2 separate regions of the Drosophila melanogaster genome follow, and region 2 is linked to region 1. Evidence: chromatin contacts called from public Hi-C data. All regions are on one chromosome and are shown on one strand. The core of a region is the stretch at or near the end of the contact, and the rest is flanking DNA. Distances in the headings are between cores, read along the strand shown. Region 1 holds the start of Mekk1 (Mekk1,). Region 2 holds the start of CG7720.

What was found. A called contact is a pair of places that touch in the nucleus more often than the background predicts.
Region 2: a contact with region 1 is called in a Hi-C map of the S2 cell line, with 2.3 times the contacts expected there. A contact is called at or near these places in 7 of 107 Hi-C or Micro-C datasets (the Clone 8 cell line, the Kc167 cell line, the OSC cell line and 2 more) and 2 of 7 datasets of targeted methods (the Kc167 cell line and the S2 cell line).

Annotation. Positions count from the first base shown.
Region 1 is chr3R:18,739,978-18,746,526 of dm6, forward strand. It overlaps Mekk1 (Mekk1,), which reads right to left and starts at 3,617. Exons shown (of 7, transcript NM_169833.2): 1 at 3,024-3,617. The coding sequence starts at 3,259. PGS1 (Phosphatidylglycerophosphate synthase 1) reads right to left here and starts at 6,064. Exons shown (of 2, transcript NM_142494.3): 1 at 4,752-6,064; 2 at 4,086-4,693. The coding sequence starts at 5,816. The coding sequence ends at 4,274. gwl (greatwall) reads left to right here and starts at 6,393. Exons shown (of 6, transcript NM_080121.4): 1 at 6,393-6,549.
Region 2 is chr3R:18,792,199-18,797,964 of dm6, forward strand. It overlaps CG7720, which reads right to left and starts at 2,971. Exons shown (of 11, transcript NM_142496.4): 1 at 2,813-2,971.

The sequences.
Region 1 (6,549 bases), core at 2,367-4,866:
AATATTCCCCATCTATTCGCCAATGCGTACAGTATACGGTTTTGTATGTAGCGCAAGCGAGTGTGTGCCGCGGTGCCGACGAAGCGGTGTCGCCCCCAAACCGACTGCTATTCACTGCCAATCGCGGCGAACTGAAAAGAGCGAGCGACGACCGCCCGACCGACGCATCCGATTGTTTACGGCCCTCAGCGGAGAGCAACTAGTGGGTGGCCACTTCAAATCGGGGATGCCGGTTTAGCTATTAAATAGTTATGTTTAACATTTACCAGTGGTCATTTCAGTCAGAAACTACTGGAGTGTGGCACAGAAAGTGTAAAAGTATGCATAACATATTAAATATAAATTGTGAAGCCTACGGTTTACAATAAATACAATACCTGCCACTATAAACTATAGCCATTTGTGTATGGTATCTCAGAGAGAGGAGACGCAATAAGATGAGCAACAGAGGTATGGAAACTAAGAGCACAAGAAAGAGAGACACACCACCGTGATACGGTTTGTTGTGGAACGCAAAGGGGTATTCGATCGTTTCTGGAGCGCATTGCGTTTGTTTGTGGTTCGCAATTGTCTTAGCCGCGAGAATATTTATTATTAATTTATGGCATTTTATTATGTACCCGCTTGTTGGCTAATAAGCAATGTGTTTACTTAAGCTTTTGAGTGTAGGTATTTTTCTACAAACGGTCAGAATATGAAAATCGATTCAAATCAAGTCAATCAACTTCATTGGCTCTATATGAAAATCTTTGGTCACGTGACCAGCGGTGCGTATACTTCATATTTATAGATACACATAAAAGTTGCACATTCGCACCGTGGTCCCCATTTATGTATGAAGCATTGGAAATTCGATGACTAAGCGATCAATTTATCAGATCGACTGATAGGACGAGTTCGTCCAAAACAAAGTGAGTTGTAATAAGAAACAGACAATCAGACACCCAATCAAGATTATTAAATGTAAACAAATGTTAATATGCAACCATAGTTTTTAGTTTTATCTTTCAATGCTTCTTAAAGTAAAGTAAAAAGTTAAAAATGTAAAATAGTAATCAAATGGATTTTGAGAGGTTTTCAATTTTTAAATAAATGGAAATAACAAATCATACACAATCTGTGAATCTCATGTTTATGCTGTTTTCTTCTGTAAACATGGCATTTAAAAACACATTAGAAACTTCTAAAATTAGTGCAAACGGCAGTGGCACGTGTGTGTGTGGGCGCGTGCGTGTGTAATATGCGGAAATGTTTTCTGATATGTGTGTACAATTATGCTTATCAAACATACGAAAGCCCCAAAATTATAACCAACTGAACTGAGGTCTAGAACGTGGAGCAAAAGAGAGAGAGAGAGAAAGATAACCTGCAAGTTCAAGTACAAATACGAATGTTGCAAGAGCGCGAGCTCCCGCTCTCTTCACCAAAGCCAACAACAGTTAGGCCAGAGACCTTCAATCATCGGAATTCCATTCAGTTAGCCAGGTGACAACCACAAAACATTATGGACGGAGATATGAGAAGAAAGCGAATTCGATTTGAAAACAGAATAACGAAAGAGGTTACAAAGCAGAGTGGGCAAACGCACGTATTAAACGCGTTTTAACTTCCAATAGTCTCCCCTCCGTCTCTTCTTCTTCTTCCCTCCCCCCTAAAACAGGTATACCAGCTGAAGAAGAACAAGATTGGCGGCATCAAATGAGAACAATGCTTACAGATGTCCGAACTACCGATTACCCTATAAATGCTGTTTAAACCTTTAAAGTCAAAAACTTTTTCGTAACCTTTCCTAAAGAATCACTGCTTGTATCTTAGCATATACGATGCTTTAATAAAAAAAAAAACATATGTAATATTATATCTATACGTTGCCATTTTTCCAGCGAACCAATCAACTTATCAATTAACAGGTATTAAAATATAGAGACCAACGAAAAAAAGAGCGAGCAGCAGACACATAAATCTCGGCTAATTTCACTTAGTTGCCATAGAAACAGGTGCCAAAAGAAAATGGATGTTTGTCGCAAATTTCCTGCTAACATACGACAATCATGTTTTCCCGCAAAACGATGAACACTCACCTATCCCATAAAAATCAAATCAAAAAAATGAAGTGTATTATGAATAAGCCCCTGCGCATAAGACACAAAAAAAAAAAACAGCGGAAAACGTATCCGTAATTCTCTCAAGGTGAGCGTGTGTATGTGTTATCAGTCCACCGTCAGCGTTATCAGCAAATATCTTGGAAGACTTGAGGCGGCCCCACACAAAAATATGACTATGATAAATGCCGAAATACTACGAAAAACGACGCAGAGCGAATATAACATGCATTATAAAGAAACTTAGTTTTTGTAATGTAATACCTAGCAATTATTGCTTTTTTATTTGAACACATTAAAATCAGTTTAAAATATTTATGAAGGGTGCTCTCTTGTAAGTGAGAAAACTTGTTGATCACTGAAAACAATCGTTACTGTTACATAAAGGAGCGTTTAGACTTCAAGATTTGGTTTCAATCTCAATCTACTAAAATTTCCACAAAAATTTCTAAATATATTACGTGTTCGACGAGTATGCGTTACACAAATGTGATCCAATTTTTGCAGTGCACCTGTGCAGAATTTTAATTGCGCTGCACACAAAGTGTTTAATTTCAGGCAGAATTCGCAATTTGTTGCTGTTCATTTTTTGTGCCTGTCTTGCAGTTCGCTAAATTCTGGGGTTCGTTGAGCCACCCAGGCCAACAACAAGATAACGTGGTCAAAAAACACGTTGTTTACGTTTAAACAATTAAAACTGGTGAAATGCACAGCGAGAGAGAAGAAATGCGAGAGCGAATGAGAGGGAAACCCCGCAAATATGGCTTTGAGAGCAGAGCCGCGACAGAGATATGTTAAAAGAGGGGGAGAGGAAATGGGAAAGAGAGCGCTTGTTAGTTACGTGCCAATGCAGACTTTCTTGTTTCTGTTTGTGTTGGGAAAAGCCCAGCAATTCGAAAACCGCTGGTGTGCTCTGCTCACCTTGCAACATCCTCCTCGACGCTCTGCTCGCGTCGTAATCGTATGGGCGGAATGGGCGGGATGGGTGGTGTGGGTGGCGTTTCAGCTGTAACGGTACTATGATGCCCATTGCCATTCTCCTCCTCCCTTGCCACCTGCTCCTCTGCATTTGTTGTTGCTGCCGGTGTCTTTTGCAAACGCAAACTCTGCTGCAGCGCCAGATAATCAATTGTTCGCACTCTTCGCCTGTTTGACATTTTTGCAAAACTCTGTTTTTTCTGCTTTTGTTATATTCTTGGAATTTGCTGCTCACACGCACACATGCTCAGCCAGCCGCCAGTGCACAAACACTATCGCAATCCAGCACCAACACACACTTGCACTTTAGTAAGCACGCGCCGCGTTTTTATTTTTCTTTTTGTTTTGCCTTTGGCGATAATCAGATTTATTTTAATTTAACTTTCACGGCGAGCAAACACATAACGTTTAACGCGCTCCCGAACTTGGCACGCAGGTAAGCACTTTGTCGTACGTCTTACCGGGCCAAAAAAAGCAGCTAACTAAAGTCTTCGAGCCACTCAAGTCGCCCGGCGTTTTTGAAGAGTGAAAAAAGAGAGAGCTTTAGAGGTGGCAAAGAAGCGATAATCAAACTGGGACTTTTCGTTCAACAATTGGTTAAAAGCTTAAACTTAGCAGAGTATTTCGAAGAGTTAAATTTTTGCTTAGACTTTGCTCTTAAATTTCTTTTAACAAAATTGGTAAACACATTGAGGACATCTGAAAATAATAATTAAACAAATTGCAACTTTTTTCAACAAAGTTCGAAATACATTCTTGAAAATAGCTAAAAACATTGGTCTATCCGATTATTTCTGCCTCTCCAAAGCGGTAAACCATCGTTAGGCGTCCATCACTATTCACAGATGGGCGGGATATTTAATTTTGAACGCATGATTATTATCAGCACCAAAAATTATTAAAACTAAATGAAAGTACATATAGATAGTACAAATATTTATAACATATGCACTTGATTCTAAAATGATGATCCCCCTGGTGATTAGAACACAGCGTGGTATTTTTCCTTCTGCATGCCCTCGATTCTCTTTATTATTTAACAAACTTTAGCGTGTGTACAAAATCAACAATTACCAGCAATAGAAACACTTGCCCAGGGCAAAGATTAAACACGAATTATAAAACTAAATTAACTACCTGGGATATGGGGCTTAACAAAGAACGAAAAAAATTAAACTACTATATCGAAGAGCCTAGAAGAAATTCCTGAATATGCGAACGACGGCCTGGACCCATCGCGGAACGGGTCGTTGGACGATTTCCCGCTCCGCCGTCTGTGACAGATCGTACAGCCGGTCAGCTTCCGCCTGCAGCCGCTGGCTTAGATCCTTATTAGCCGTCACAAGGCACACCTGTGTCTCCAGATCGCGGTTCACCGATCGCTCGCCAAAGTTCGAAGAGCCGATCAGCGTGAGGTTTGGCAGTATTGCCTCTGGCAGGTAGTACCACAGTCCTTTAGCATGGTACGTCCAGCCGGGCTTTTCGTACTCGAAGAAGTTAACGCGGTGGTTTTGCTTCCGGCGGACCAGGCTCTCGTAGAAACTCTTGGCTATCAGTGTGTAGGCAGCCGGAATTCCGCCCGCTGGTCCTTTGGCACCCTGAAAGCCGTTTGCCTGGAAAATGAATTAAATCGGGTTACTATTGGTCAACTAATTACTGATAGCCACTCACATTTGGATGAGCCATCAGTATGCTGCATTGGGCCAGGCACTTGTGCGTGAGCGTGTCCATGTACTCCTGCGTCAGGTTGAAGTACCCGGTGGCCAGTTTCAGCCGTGATCCAGACAAGCAGTTGGAGAGCAGCCGCTTGGTCACCACGCTGTCGTGATGAATGCCGATCTGGCCCATCTCAAGCAGCGGAAAAATCCATGTGTCTGCCTGCGGATTCTGCTCTTTAGTTCGCGCCTGCCGCTGAAACGTCTCCTGCACTAAATCGGAAATACGTTTACGGGCAAGCTGGATAAACTGCTCCTTGGTGCCCTCGTACGGCAGTATTCGCCAGTTGCGGTGCAGTCCCTCGCTGGCATCTGGCGCCACTGCCAAACTAAACTCTTGAACGCGTTCGATGAACTGCGCATAGAAATCCGCCAACGGTTTGTCCTCAATGAGTATGTATCGATCCTGCCGGTTGGTGAAGTAGTCATTGGACAGATTGGCGCCTGATATGATCACGGCATCGTCGAACAGGTAGACCTTCATGTGCTGTAGTCCGAGAAGCTCATTCCACCGTGGCGGTGCTAGTCGCTTTGTCATCCCGCGCAGATCAGGCGTATGGTACAGGGATAGCTGCACCTGGCTCGCAAAGTCGCGGACCAGGGGTAGCAACATGGTCTTGGAGTTGAGGGTTCCCCGCGTGCCGCGTGTAAAGTCCAACAGCACGTTGAGCCTCAGGGCAGACTGTTGCTCCAGGCTGTGACGCAACGTCTGAACCATTGCGTTCTCCAGTTGCCCAGTGCCCAGGTACAAACTGGCCAGCACTATACGGCGTTTGGCCTGACCGATTCGTTGCACCAGCGTTTCGTAGAAGTGCTTTGGCTCGTGGATGACCTGAATTTGATCGCCTCGCAGCGGGAAGCACGGCGCTAGGTTGTGTAACCAACTTAGGCTCTCCAGTGCGGGTGCTCCAGGGAATCCGGTGGCCAGGACACTGGGCGCCTGCTGCAAGCAGCCCAGAAAATCGCCCTGAGCAGCCGGAGAGAGCTCCTGGCTGAAAAGGCGGCGAAGGTATGGCATCATCTTGGCGGGGATTTCTCTGACGGATTGGCAAGCGGATCCTCACTCTGGGCGGCTGCTATTTGATGACAGGGTATGGCGCATTGCTCACTGTCTGTTTGGCTGTATCCGGAACACACTTTCATTCATGGAGTGCTGTTTTATCACAAAAAAAACTTCGAATTTCAGCACGTAAATAAATTCCAGGTGGAACGCAAGTGTTGCAAAGCGAGCTGGGATTCGATAACAATTTATAGCTATCGGGAATTATCGACTGTTCATAATGGTGATGGTGATATGGTGATCCTGCTATGTGTTTCTTAAAAAAAAATAATATTTAAATCAAATTAATAAAAGCCTAACCATTTATCAATAGTTACTAACTGTTACATTTTTAACATTTTTGTGTATATCTACTTTTATATATATGCATAAAGAAATATTTGAATAAATTTACTTGAAATATTCAACCGGTATCTTACTAATATGCATTTCTTTTTGGTAATATTTAATTTTAGTTTAAAAAATCGTTTAATTTTAAACTGCAATAACATCGATGTTGTCAAATTTCTAGAAACATCGATAATACTAAGAATCGAATTAGTTTCACCTCTAGTTCAGGTCATAGAAAATAGACGCGCTGTTTTAAATGTGTGTTTGAAATAAAAATTGTGCAATAAACAAGCTAATAGCATTCAGGTCTATATCGAATTCTATACATTGTATATCTCTGTACGATAATTGTATATATTGTGCG
Region 2 (5,766 bases), core at 1,721-4,220, 52 kb after region 1:
TTTGCCGAAGACAAAAATACGCATCAATCGTTGATTTCACCGCCACACAAAAATGTTTTATATCCGCAATCGTTGTAGCATTAAAATCCGTTCATATGCTGATCATTTTATATATGTATATGTATATATGCATTTATCTTTCTGTTTTTGCCACTCTTCCGATTTTCTGGCTATCTGCCCAGTTTCTCTTCAATAGAATTTAAATTTTGTGCCAATGGCCCCCACACGCGACACTCGGACATATCATTCCCCCGCCGATCTACTCTATACCCTATATCTTTGTATCATCCCAAGTGCATTAAGCGATAAACAAAGGAAAAGTGCAGAACAAGGAACAATGACTGCGAAAGCTAAAAACATGACAGTGACATAGGAAAGTGCATTTCAAGGCGAAACTTGTGAGGAGGGAGGCACAAAGAACAATTTCTATAAAACTTTAAAAAAATATTATAAAAATTCCTTCATCGCCAAAGAAACCGAATCTCGAAACGGAACTATGATAAGAAAACATTGGATTTTAAGAAATGCCGGGTTGCACGATAATATATGTACATTTTATTTTACTCAACAACTAATAATATAATTTAAAACGCACATGATATTGAGATATTTTGGCAGGGTGAAAAATCATAGCACGTGACTAGCTGATGACTTTGTTATTGTGTACCCAACAGACAAAAACTTAGGTGACGAAGGAATAAAAATTATCTGTATCTCTCATTAAGTAAATATTGTTGTTTCATTACTGAAGGGGCAATTGTATTTCGATTATGAATTTTTAAGTTAATTACTTTTTGAAAATATATCTTTAGAATTTATCTAATGAAATATATATAGTTCAAAAACGCACATGTTGCGTGGACCTAGAGATATTTATATTTATTTGTTGGCACAAAAACGAGGCGAAATTATAATCACGTGACTAGCAGCTGATTTTGTTATAGTAGCCAATAGGCAAAAACTGAGGTGACGAAGAAAGAAAAAAAATATTTTTGAATGTTTTTCAATACGAAAATGTGCTGATTTAGTAATCGTATTTTGATTTTGAATACACATGTTAATTACTTTTTCAATATACAACTTCACCATTTAAATAATGAAATATTTAGTTTTAACACAAAATGAGAGATTTATTTTTATCGGGTGTAGTATTTATTTGTTGGCTCAAAAACGAGGCGAAATCATAATCACGTGACTGGCTGATGATTTTGTTTAGCCGGCGTCAAACAATATGTTTTTTTTTTTTTAAAATCTTTTACTTTTTGTTTTGATTCCGGTTTACGCTTTCCGCTTTTCAGATTCAGTTGTCTCCTATTCGGCTGGCTTTTTTGTATTATTATTCGCCCAACATTCGTCACTCTTTCGCGCACTTGTCGTCTCGTCTGTCCCACGTCTGATGGGGGACTGAATGTCAAATGATTTGGCCGCCCAATGGTTATGCTGTATTTATAACAGCACTAATTAATTTTCACTCTTTTCGCCTTGCGGGGAGGGGGGGGGGGTCTGGTCCGAAAATGAAAATGGTATGGGAATGGAAATGGAAATAAAGTGAAAAGAAAATGAAATGAAATGAAAACGGTGATGCTGATGCGATTGTGATTGGGGGATAAGCCGGCCGAGCGACTACGAGCGACTAATATAATTTGCGGAAACTGTGACACAGCACACTGGGGACCAGGTAATTGCACCTGGCTATATGTAGGGCTCAAGCTCAAGGCCCCCGCACTCCCTGTCCCCATTGTCATCGGTTATTAATTTCCCAGATTCGCATTTATATGGTCTTTGTAGTGTGTAGTTGTATGGACGAACACGAACACGAACACTAATTTATTTGCCACCAGAGAATGGACCGGAATAAGTTGGACAGATCTTTTCGGTGATTTCGTTGATGCATTTACATAATCAAATATGAATATATGTATTTGTTGTAAAATATCCCCCTGGTCGAAATCTGTTTTCAATTAGTCAGAGTGAGGCGTTTTCGAGAGAACCTGTTCGTTCCACTGGCAGCTGACTACGAGTATTTAGCGCTTTATGTGGCATATTTGAAAAGTTTGTCTAAAAACCGTTTAGATTATATTTTGGTAGCTCGTTTGCATTGCTAATGAGCGAGCCCAGGGGTCCAGTCCAGAATTAATGGCCCCGACCATGTGAAAAGTTCGTAAATACAATATTTGGCGTTTCGTATTAATTTATCAAAATCCGAAAACTATAGGCCATAAAAAGCACACATCAAATCGGCCGTTTTATTGCCATTGTCAGGTTGGATATTCAATTTCTTCGAAAAGGAGGGGCATTTTCGCTGACCAACACCCAACCCCATCACCCCAGCTTGTTTGTTCAAATTTTCCGCTTAGTTTTGTCAGTTTGGTCGCGCAATTTTTCGAAATAAGAGGCATACGAAAATTTTCCATATCCCAAGTTCGGTGGGTGGCTGGTCGAATATTCGACCTTCGTTATCATATATTTCCGTCACGTCCGCACGAGTGACCCAAGGGCCATCGCGAGCCCAGAAAGGGTTATGTAAATGCCTCGATTTCGATTGAACTCTCGGTCAGCCGGATCGCGTGATTGCAAAGCCCCTGTGATAATGCCGAACTTGTTCAATCAATTTTCCATTTATCGCCTACACTTTTTCCACTACCTCGTTGTTTTCTCTCCCCACAATTATTTATATTGCATTGGGTGAATAAATTGTGTTTTTGTGGCACGCCGAGATGACAAGCAAATAATAATAATAATAATATTAAAAATAATAATTTCATTTGCGTTTTGCGACGGCGATAGTAGTTGGCTTCCGTTTTCTTCTTACTTTTTTTCTTCTGTTTTTGTTTTTCTCACAAATTCAAAACTCGGTTTCGGGTGCGATTTTGAAGTGGACTGAAGTGGATGTGGATTTTGAGTGCTGCACGGATCGATCGATTCGGAACTGCGAACTGCGTCTTGTGTCTGCGAGCGCCACGACGGGTTTGTTTTCATCTCCAGCTGCGCGGCTGCCTCTTGGGCGGCATTTATTTCTCCTCAGCGTGTTGGCTCGATCTTGTTCGTCGTCGCGGAAGGTTCGTAAAACGCCGCAGTCGACGGTGACGGCAGCGCAGCGTCAGCTGCTCTGCTGGGCGTACCGCCAGCGTTCCGCCGGCGTCAGCATCTCGCAGCCAAAGTCCCAATCGCATTGATTCCACTAAATCAGAAAGAGTCAAGAAGGAATGACTCAAGCTTGATAACCGACTGGGAAGTACCCAGGAATTGGGTGCACAGCTGATGATTATCACTTTTTGATCACTGCACAGATGTCCTTGGAAACATATGATCTATGGGGATTTCAAAAGCTACATTGAAATTTCTTAACTTTGCAAAAACCGGCAATATACTGAATAAATAGTATATTGATTGTTTACATTTGTTCATTGTGATGAGCCAAACTTAATTTTAATGTAATATATTTAGTAGCTTTAAAGTCTGAAGTTTTTATCTTCGTTCTTAATGGTATAAAGACATTATGTTCTTGCAGCAAAGAAGCCAAAATAAAACCATATACCCTCACCATCTACGATTACTGGGTATCAATACAACTTAAATGAACGAACATCTCTTGGCCGCACAGGCAAATATTGTGGGTTTGTTTACGCACTGGCTGCGGTGGCACAAAGCCGGTTTTAGCCATATTTTTTGGATACCCAACCCACAGCCCACAAGCCAACAAGACCGAACTCCAATCGATCCACTGACCAGTGGCCAAAGAAATGGATATACGGATTCTACACCACGCGGTGCAGCCAGAGTGCATTTGCCCCGTTTGGCTGGCAGCAAAATGAAAATACATATTCGAAATGCCAGTGCAAACATGGCAACGTAATGCGATATAATTAACACATGCAACGCTAAAACGTGGATAAACAAACAACAATTGTCGACACTGCCCTTTGCCCAATTACATGGGATGGCTGAAAAGTGGGGGGAGTGGCGCAATGAAGGGCTTTTCTGGCCCTTTTGAGGTGCGGGGAATTTCCTTTCCTATTGGCCCCAACCAGGAGTGACTCATATACCAGAGTCGAGCCGTTAATTATACGTCTAACAACGCGTTGGTTGTACTTCTTAACTACACATGTTTTGCACTCCCATTGCAACACGGATAAATGCTTTATTTTGGCGGCAGGTTCAAGGAGCAACTGCCATACATGCCACACTGAGAAAATCCGTACCTCTCTGTCACCAAAAAAAAAAGGTTCAGTTTATTTAAAGTGTATGATTCATAAGGAAGCTGTGTAAAAAATACATAGTAAGCTTGCTAAATATGTTTCTCCACTTTTGGTTAATTCTGGACCAATAAACTTAGCTTATAAGCATGGCAAACTTTCCTGCCAGTGTATTCACTATTAATCGCTTCGTTTGTCGCTCATACTGTTGGTTTTTGCGGCCAGTTGCATGTTGCCGACTTTGCAACTTGGTGGCCAACTTCCGGCAACAATTTCTACGCAGCCAAAGAAAAGTTTTTGCATTAAATGCGAAACAGTGTTAAATAATTTCAGCTATTTTACGATTATTTTTCTCGGCTTGGGCCTGAATTTCTAGTCCAGTCGGCGTTGGTAGACTGTCTGTCTGCTAGTGCTTGTGTGGGTAGCACGGCTAATCATCTCCAGCGGAAGTGCTGTCAACCTCCCACCAACAGCTCCAACAGCTCTTATAGCTCCTCCATCTCATCCTTTCTATCTGGGAATAGCGCTTACTTTATGACCGCTAAGCAGGGCGGTGGTCGTCTGTTTGGCGGTTGGCTTGGTTGTGCCAGTGAATTAGCACAAACCGCATGTTAGATTCGTTGATAACATGCCACCAACGCCCATCCTTGGTCCGCCCACATCGCAACACCACCATAACACCGCCCACATAAGACCACCCACCCACATAGACATGTACAAGTTGATGTCCTGTGGGTGTGGGCGCGTGTCCTTAGCCATGCAGTTAGAGGCTGTCAAGTTGCGAATTTTATGCGAAATGTTTAGTAATTAGTTGCATCCGCAAGGGGAAATTACTTAGCACAGCCAACCGCAAAAGTCCCATCCCTCCATTTGCCACTACACCCCCCCCCCCCTACTACCTTCGCCAGCAACCGTTTTGCTCGGCTTGTTGCGAAAGTTCAAGCGTTGGCAAAATGTTGACAGCTTCAAGAAATACACATTAAGGGTAGCTGGCTTACATATTCTGTGCAGTGAAAAAAATTACACGTATAAATCATGAATTGCAGATGAATCAGATCAATTAGCAATGATTGTTTAACCTTAGATTGATTGATTTAATTTGTTAAATGTAATTTAATTCGAGTAGAAATTAATTTTTTTTTAATCAATCCTTTGCAAGCCTAAAACTATTGGAACTAGCTTTACGAGTCCTATTTCATTTTGATTTCATTTTGAACATATTTAATTGCTCTGTGAACGTATTTAGACGTCTTTCCGTATCACGCATACGACTCGTTGCCCGACTGAGCCAGCGCGCTCATTACTCATACGCAACGTGCAACGGGACTCCTGTTGGTGCCAGGCGTTAAATTAACTAATTAAAACTTGCACAACTCATGTAGCCATCTCTATATTTTGCCATAGGAACAAACGAGCTGGCTGCGTTTGTGTAGCTTCTTGTTTCTGTTCCGTGACAATTATTCGCGGGTGCTTTTCATTTTTTCTAATGCCGCTGCAAAATGTTGTTGCCAGCGACCTCTGACCCGGTTGATAAACGCTGCACGAGTTTTGGGAGCAACAACTGAAACAA